Regions from separate parts of the Sus scrofa genome. Here regions 2 and 3 are each linked to region 1. The links are chromatin contacts, called in public Hi-C and HiChIP or PLAC-seq maps. All regions are on one chromosome and are shown on one strand. Each heading gives the region's core, a stretch centred on a gene start, on an enhancer-like site or on the middle of the called end of the contact. The rest is flanking DNA. Distances are from core to core; before and after follow the strand shown.

The links. Hi-C and Micro-C count contacts between places; a contact is called where the count stands out from the background. HiChIP or PLAC-seq counts read pairs in DNA pulled down with a chosen protein or histone mark.
Region 2: a contact with region 1 is called in a Hi-C map of liver, with 3 times the contacts expected there. The contact joins the promoter of MYD88 here to the promoter of ACVR2B in region 1. A contact is called at or near these places in 1 of 5 promoter capture datasets (liver) and 5 of 47 Hi-C or Micro-C datasets (blood, heart right ventricle, liver and 1 more).
Region 3: a contact with region 1 is called in an H3K27ac HiChIP or PLAC-seq map of skeletal muscle. The contact joins the promoter of PLCD1 here to the promoter of ACVR2B in region 1. A contact is called at or near these places in 1 of 47 Hi-C or Micro-C datasets (skeletal muscle) and 1 of 2 datasets of contacts at active chromatin or transcription factors (skeletal muscle).

The regions. Positions count from the first base shown.
Region 1 is chr13:23,236,308-23,239,007 of Sscrofa11.1, forward strand. It overlaps ACVR2B (activin A receptor type 2B), which reads left to right and starts at 1,392. Exons shown (of 11, transcript NM_001005350.2): 1 at 1,392-1,455. The coding sequence starts at 1,404.
Region 2 is chr13:22,975,693-22,978,392 of Sscrofa11.1, forward strand. MYD88 (myeloid differentiation primary response 88) reads left to right here and starts at 1,259. Exons shown (of 5, transcript NM_001099923.1): 1 at 1,259-1,593; 2 at 2,483-2,608. The coding sequence starts at 1,266. It overlaps ACAA1 (3-ketoacyl-CoA thiolase, peroxisomal), which reads right to left. Exons shown (of 15, transcript XM_003132103.4): 4 at 1-1,721.
Region 3 is chr13:22,871,553-22,874,252 of Sscrofa11.1, forward strand. PLCD1 (phospholipase C delta 1) reads right to left here and starts at 1,398. Exons shown (of 17, transcript NM_001243589.1): 1 at 1,258-1,398. The coding sequence starts at 1,291. It overlaps DLEC1 (deleted in lung and esophageal cancer protein 1), which reads left to right and starts at 1,658. Exons shown (of 43, transcript XM_021071663.1): 1 at 1,658-2,463.

The DNA of each region.
Region 1 (2,700 bases), core at 142-2,641:
AGTTCCTTGGTGGCCTAGGTTAAGGACTCCGTGTTGTCACTGCTGTGATGCTGGTTTAATTTCTGACCAGGGAACTTCTGCATGCTGCGGTTTCGCCAACAAAGAAAAGACGGAAGGAATCGAGTCTCACTTTTCCTCCCTTATTTTTTTATTTATTTAGGCTCCTCACTTTCTGAATAAAAAGGCTCGGAAAAGTGAAACAACTCACTTCCAGGCACCACCTCCCTCCTGGTTGCTCTTGCCCTGCTCCTAGAAAGGCTGTGGCAAATCTGGAGAGGCTGAAGTTCTCTATTCAAGGATTCTGCACCTCATCCCTGAGCTGTGAGGGGGCTTTCCCTCTTTAGCTAGGGGCCCCCGTCAAGACCCTTCCAAACTCTAGCTGTGATAAGGACGGTAGAATCTGAGATAGAGAACTGGGTGGGAGTGCTGAGAATATTTGGGTAAGGGTAGGGAAGCAAGTTGCTACAGGCCTTTTTCCACCTGCTGCTGCTCTGCCCGGCGGGACTCGCGCCCTCCCTCACTAGGATGGGTCAATTCCAAGATCTCTAGTTGTGGCTTTGTGACCCCCATCAGGCGGGGAAATGAAGGCGCAGAGAGGAATCATCGGGGGCGGTCCACTCACTCGGGGTCGCAGGGCAGCATGCGTTCCGGGAGAATGGGATCCTCAGCGCGGAGCAAGAATCCCGGTGCGGGAGGCCACGGGGAGCTGGGGAGCTGGGGTTCTGGGGTAAAGTGCTACCGGACACGACCCAGCCAACTCTGCCAGCTGACCCTGCTTAGCCCTCCAAACCCATGGTTTGCACGCGTCCTGCTGGAGGGCGCGGCCTGGGGGCGGAGTCTCTGTGTTGTTGTTTCTCTGGAGCCACGCCCCTGAGGGGGGCGCGGACCACGCGGTCGGAGGGCCCGCCTCCCCTCCCCCTCCCCGCCCAGCTCGCCCGCCTCTTTGTATCCAACATCCGGGTTTCCCTGCTGGCTCGGCTCCGCGGCCGAGGCTCAGGAGCCATTTTGGACGCGGTTCAGCTCCCCTCCCCCCACCCCTCCCCCAGTTCATGGCCCCTCCGGACTCGGCCCCTGCGCCCGGGGCCCGGGCCCAGCCCCGCCGCGCTATGCCTGAGTCGGGCGCGCCCCGGCCCGCGCCCCGCCGCCGCCCCCCGGCCCCCGCGTCGCCCCGGAGCCGGGGCCGCAGCCTGCGCCGCCCGCAGCGGCCCTGAGCCCGGCCCCGCCGCGCGGCCCTTGGAGCCTGCACGCTGCCCTGGGACGAAGGCGCAGGAAGCGCGCGGGGAACAAGACCGAAGGAAGGAGCGGGAAGGAGAGCGCAGCCGCCGCCGGGCCCTGCGCGCCCCAGGAGCGCCGCGCGGCCCTGCCCGCGGGCTCCGGGTGTCCGCGGGGCGGCGCCGCGGAACATGACGGCGCCCTGGGCGGCCCTCGCCCTCCTCTGGGGATCGCTGTGCGTGGGTAAGGACAGGGCGCGGCGTGGGGGGCGCGCAGGTCGGCCTCGGGCGCCGCGCGGTGTTTACCAACAAAGGGCGGGCCCGCGGCCTCCTTATCGCGCCACCTGCACCCAGCTTGCACCTCCCGGGGCGGGGACAGGGGGCGCGTAGCGCGCCCCGCTTGCTGATCTTTTGGGGGACGGTCTTGCCCGTGCGGCGGCCTGCGGGTCTCCAGTTCGCAGAGGCAACCCCGGGGTCAGGGTTCAGACTTCACGGGCGCGTGGCACCCAGGCAGACTAGGAGGAGAACTGGAACGAGGGGCAGGTGGCCAAGCTGAGCTGGCAGGTCTAATGCGGGAGTGGCGGGATTGTAGGTGCAGCAGCGGCTGGCAGCTGGAGTGCGCGATCTTTAGAGCCACTAGGTGTAGCGAAGGGAAGCGCGTCGCTTCACATAGCCGGGAGGAGTCCAGCACCCCATCCCACCAGCATCTGCGTGGTGTTCCTCCGGAGGCGCGCCTTTGGCGCCAGGTCCCACCTGCGCCTGCTTTCCCTGCGGCGATCTGGGACGCGAGATGCTGGCCACCCCGCGGGACTGCTTTGTTTTGGGCGCCTAGGAGGGGAGGGGAGATGGGAGGAAAAACCAACAGGTCTCTGTTCTGTCTGGCCTCCGGGAAGCACGTGGCGGGGGCGGGTGACCCTCGGGACTAGCGTTCGGCGTGCGTGCGCGTGGTTGAGCATATTTGGCTTCGAGTGTATATGCGCGTTTTTCCGCGGGGAGACCTCTTCCCCCAGGCCTAAGCACTGATTTTCCTCTTTTAGCGCTTCTGGGACGCAGTACGTGCGGCTACGGGCTTGGCATTCGGGTTCAGAAAGGCCCGGGCAGCCGTGGGGAGCCACGCATTAAATCTCCAGGGAGAAGCCTGGGGCGGTCGAGGAAGCTGGTGCGCGGCAGCCCGGGAGCCTGGTCCTCCGCGTCTTTGTTCCCAGCCCCCATTACACATGCAGCTCGGGTCCCCCGCCGCCGCCGCCGCCCGAGGTGGCAGCAGCGCGGAGTCTGGGAAACCCGCGAAGGGCGGGGCCCGGGCAGGCAGGGGCGGGGCTGGGATCCCCAGGCTGCTGCGGGGGTGGGGAGTGGGTGGGAATCCGGGATCTCCTCCTCATCCCCACTCCCACTCCCACTCCCACTTCCACTCTACCCGCCTCCTGTGTAGTGTAGCATAGCTTAGCTGTCTACACCAAAGCGAAAGAGCTCCAGGCAGGGCTTAAAGCTG
Region 2 (2,700 bases), core at 9-2,508, 260 kb before region 1:
CCAGAAGTTCCTTCCGTGTCTTGAACCAAACTTCGCCACTGCCAGGATTTCCTTTCCCTACAACCCTGCCCACTGCCCGCCGCCAAACAGAAGGCGGGCCTGTCAGAAGCGCCGCCTACAGCTTCTGGCTCGGCGCTCTTACCCTTTCCTAACTTTCTCTTCAGTCTCCCCCAAGCTGGGGGACCTAAATAATTCCGAGACCGCCCAGAGCCAACCCAGACGAGCTTGTGCTCTCCTGGGAAATCTTTCGAGAGGAACTGGGAACTCTGGGACGGTAGGAGAACGGATCGTATAAAGGTGCCGAGATGAGACAGGCTCCCTATCTGGAGAAAGGGCCTCATACTTTTTTTTAAATAACAATTTTACAGTCATTGGGGATGGTTTGATTAGTGCCCACCTCCGCCACTAGGCTGGGGTCTCTAAGGCAGGGAAAGACTCTGTATCCAGGGTGCCTGCAATATACTTGACACTTAACAGGTGATCACTAAATACCTATCGAATGAGCGAATGAATCAAAACTCCCCAGATCAGGACGGCGTTCCCTGCCTCCTGAAGAGCAAGGCCAGGTGCCTGCTTGACTCTCAGCGGAAATGTGTTTTCCCATACCCCAGAGGGTAGTACCGGGGTTCTCTTCGACGCGGAAGGCCAGTGTGTCCTGTTATCCCAATCACGGAGGATGAGACCCCCACTTTTCAAGGGTCCTCAGGCTCCAGAAGGCAGTATGCCTTTTCCCACCTCCACCTCTGAGTGCACAGCCGAGGATTTCCCCGTGGTCTTAGAGGCAGGATTGCGTGTTCCACCAAAATTTGGTGTTTGGGAGACGGCAGAGCCGATGCCTGTCCCCTTGCCCCTTCCCCACCATTCTGGAGGGCAGGACCGTATGAACCCCTCAGATCCCCAATGGAAAGGTTGTAATTCCACCAGAACGCAAAGGGCAAGGTCCCTGTTTCCTATAACCCTCCAAGGAGGGTCGTCGTCCCACCGCCGTAACAGACCCTTGAAGACAGGAGGAAAGACAGCTTCACGGACCTCAAAAGGCAGGTTCCCAGGCTCCACAACCCCCGTCCCCCGAGATCCTGAGAGCTGAGACGGGGCGTCCCCCACCTCCACACATCTGCTGGGCTCCAGATTGTAGGGCAGGGTGGCGCTTCTCGGAAAGAGAAACAGGCGGGGCGGGACCAGGAGGGCGGGGTGGCTTTATGGGAAGGAGGAAGCACAGGCCCACAAGGCGACTCGACAGCGCGGAGGCTCCCCGGCGGCCCGCCATGGCTGAAGGAGGCTCCGGAGCGGAGTCCGCGCCCCCCACCCCCTCCATGTCCTCCCTGCCTCTGGCAGCGCTCAATGTGCGAGTGCGGCACCGCCTGTCGCTCTTCCTAAACGTGCGGACGCAGGTGGCTGCGGACTGGACTGGGCTGGCGGAGGAGATGAACTTCGAGTACCTGGAGATCCGGCGGCTGGAGACGCATCCCGACCCCACGCGCAGCCTGCTGGACGACTGGCAAGGACGCCCTGGCGCCTCGGTGGGCCGCCTGCTCGAGCTGCTTGCCAAGCTGGGCCGCGACGACGTGCTGGTGGAACTGGGGCCCAGCATTGGTGAGGACGTTCTCTTCGCCGCATATCCAAGTTGCCAGGGTGGGGGTGGGGGTGTGTGAAGGCGCTGACCTTCACTCGCCTCAGCATCCATCCCTCCTTTCCCGCCTGGGGTGGAGGGTGGTGGTAATCTAGGGGTAAAGAGGGAGACACTGGAGGCAGCATGTATGGGGGAACCGCGCAGAACCAGTTCCCTCTTTCAATAGCCGGGTATGATAGGGGCTAGAGAAAGGAGGTGAAGGCCTGGAAAGGCAGAGAAGGAAGGAAACAGCTCAGGCAAAGGCTTTCAAGCAGGTCCAGGAATCAGAATTGGGATCCTCTGTAGGGGACTTGGGACTGCTTCAAGTAGAGCAGCAGGGCAGATAAGGGACTGAAAGCTGACAATCTTGGAAACCTCAGGTTCCTAGAAAATGCATCCTTTTCCGCTACTTGCTGACACGTATCTGCACAGGCATGGGGACAGTGGCCCATAGATGGGCACACCTTGCTTGGTTGGGGCCACTGCCCTAGCTGCACATAAACCACCAGTCTCCTGAGTTCTTATATGCCCTGCTCACATCAGCTGTGGATCCTAAAAGAAGCAGATTGTGGATTCTATTCTCAGGAGCCCTACCTAGGAAGTGGGAGTCAGGGGGGCAAAGAGAGAGAGACACACAAGCCTGAACTTAATGTCTTCCATCACAGCCAGAACACCACTGACATCCCTTTACAATGGCCAGAGACAGGTGGGAGCTCACCTTTTCAGAGCTGTTAAACTCTGGATGGCACCAATGGGCTGGAGAAGCCCCGGAGCCAACATGACCTGGGAGGTGGGACAGGGGCTGGGTCTGGACTGTGGAAGAGGCACGGAGTACCTCTGGGGAGCTGGCCACACTTTGTCTCTTCCTCACAGAAGAGGACTGCCGAAAGTATATTCTGAAGCAGCAGCAGGAGGCAGCTGAGAAGCCTTTACAGGTGGACTCTGTAGATAGCAGCATCCCTTGGATGTCAGGCATCACCATTCGAGATGACCCCCTGGGTAAGTGCCCAGTACTTCCTTCCTAGGCCACAGGACACTGCGGTGTTAAGAGCATGGATGTGGCACTTTGGGCAAGACACTTAATCTCTCTG
Region 3 (2,700 bases), core at 148-2,647, 360 kb before region 1:
ACTTCTGTCCTGAGGGGAGACACAGGAGCACTGGAAAGGGCAGGGATCCCATGACCCAGCTGGATGAGTCTGCCTTGAGGAGACTAGACTACTGGTATGAGGGTAACAGCTCCGGGCACTGAGCAAGGTCTCTCTGGGCCATGGGGACCAGATATGGGCCAACCAGGAACCATGAGACAGACGGGAGGCTGGCTGAAAATAACATCTCTGAGTCTCTCTGAATTCCAGGGAGATCTCTAGTGGACATCCCTGCCTTTCTCTTTCCCATTTATTTTCTCCATGCATGGGTTAGATGGATAGGTGGTGGGCAGCAAACTGCCAGGGTACTAGAAAACAGAGGGAGGTGGGGTTAAGCAGTGGTTGGCTGAGAGGGGGAGGGTTTGCAGAGCTGGCTGGGGGAGCAGGAAGACATAGCCGCCTAAGAGTGGGTGGGTCCCCAGGCTGGAACAGAGAAATGCCAGGTACAGGTTGAGGGGCCTATGCAGCTTGAAGACCTCCAGCCCCTGATGTCCAGAACCAGCGGCTGCTCTCTCTCCTGAAGACACAGCGATGCAGAAAGGAGCTGGCCTAGACTCTTTCTCCGTGGGTCGGGGAGACGGAGCTCGGCTGGACAAAAGGAGGAGCTGCAGGCAGTTAGAGCTGAGACTCCGGCCATTCCGGCCAGGAGGGTGCGCAGATGGGGGCGACTGGGCTGCTCATCCCAGCCCGAGCGTCGCTGACTACGATTTCTTGCGCTGGGCAGCTACCGCGGCACAGCCAGACCTCCGCCAACCTTGTAAACCACCTCGCCCCACCCTTCCCACCCCGCCACACCCACGCGACCTGACGCGGTCCAGGCACGCCTGGGCTTTGGGGAGCCTCTCCGGGCGGCCCGGACGAGGCGGAGAGAACTCGGTTATTCGTGGATGCTGGTTCCTTCCCTCCTCGGTCCCTCAAAGCACGCTAGACCCTGGAGCCCAGCCTTCCGTGACCAGGATAAGAAGAGTAGTCCCCGAGGCAGCGAGGCCGGGGGTCATCTTCAGACTTGCACCTCTCCTCGCCCCACCCGCCAGACCTGGGAGACAAGCCTGGAAACGCCCAGGGTCGTGTCCGGCGGTCCAGGGCCGAGATTTCCTCAATGCGACAAAAGAGCCGAGGGGCGGGCCCGGGGCGGGGCAGAGGGAGGCCGAAGGAGCCGGGGGTCCCCCTCCCAGGGCCGGTAGGCTTTGCTCAGGGTCAGCTCAGGCGGGGACCCCAGCGTGCCTGCCGAACACTCACCATGCAGGGTCAGGAAGTCCCGGCCTGAGTCCATGCCCGACGGGCGGCGCGGCGGGAGGGGGGCGCCGCGGGACACTTCTTCGCGGCGACAGCGCTGGCGGCCTAGGGTCCCAGCGCAGTGCGGTGGAGGGACCCGAAAGGACTGCGGAGGGGAGGAGATTGGAGGTGGGCCCGGGACTCCGCTCCGCCCCCCGCCCGAGCCCCCGCCCCCGCCCCCTGGGCCCTCCAACCCGCGTCTCTCCCCGCCCCTCCTGGGGATCGTGGAGGAGGGCAGAGGTGGGGGCCAGCAAGCCGGGCCAACCTTGGCCGGGGCGGGTGGGTGCGTCCCAGCCAGAAATAGCCAGATCCCTCTGGCTTCTGGCTTCCTCCGCTGCCGCCACCCACAGGCCGCGGGCCCTGTCATTACCGAGGGCGGTGGGGCCCCACGCCCTGCCTGCGGGCGCCTTGCCGGGGTTAGGGTGATGCACGGAAGAATCTGGCGTCCTTCTGGGACAGGGACTTCGTAACTTAAGACGCCCTACCGTGATGCTGCGTAAAGGGAGCCTCAGAGTTCAGGCAGCCAGCCACTGCCCCCCGGATGTCTGTTTTCTCTTCTGCAAAACGGGTGCAAGGCACAAGTTAGATCCTTGGAGAGGCGTGCCTGAACCTACTCTGTAGAAGGGTCCCCTCCAGTCTCGCTGGGAAGTTTCTAACACCGGAAGTGCCCTTGGTGGGGACTAGAGCAGAGGCAGTAAAAACTTAGAGCAAGTAGCTTCAGAGAGGTTGGCTTTGAGCCCTTCACGCCCCAAACTCCTGGCAATCTGTACAGCGGAGTGAGGGGCAGAGTTGGGCATCTCCAGGGCTCCTTCTATGGATGGCCTCCCAAGAGGCTGTCTGGGCAAGGCGTCCCTACATGGACACCCCCCCCTTACACACACACTCCCACCTTCAAGTCTGGCAACCCAGCCACCCTCTTTATAGGTACCTAGAGACTCTAAGGGAAAGTCCAGGGATTCTGCTGCCTACTGACTTTTGGGAGAGCCCCCAGAATACCTCCCACGTTGGGGATGCTGTGCCCACCAGGCCCCCCCCCATAGCCCCCCTGGGTTGATAAAGCCAGTGTGAGAGTCCAGCAAAACCAGTCGGACCCCAGCCCTTCCCTCTCTAGGCACAAGCAGGCCTAGGTGGCCTTGAATACCTCCGGAAGGGATGTCAGCCTGCCAGAGGGTGAGTCTTCCCATCCTTATGGTTGAGACTGGTCGGGACTTTGGAGACTCTGGCTGTGGAGTTCCCACTCCCTCTGTATGCCTCCCCTACACCGGGGGTGGGGTGGGGGGATGTAGCCCTCTATCTGGCACTCTCCTCAGTCGGCCTGCTCTCCATCAGGAGCAGCCCTATAAGAGCCCTCTCTGCTTTCTCAGGGATGAGCAAGTCCACACAAGACATCCTTTTGAAGCGCCAGCC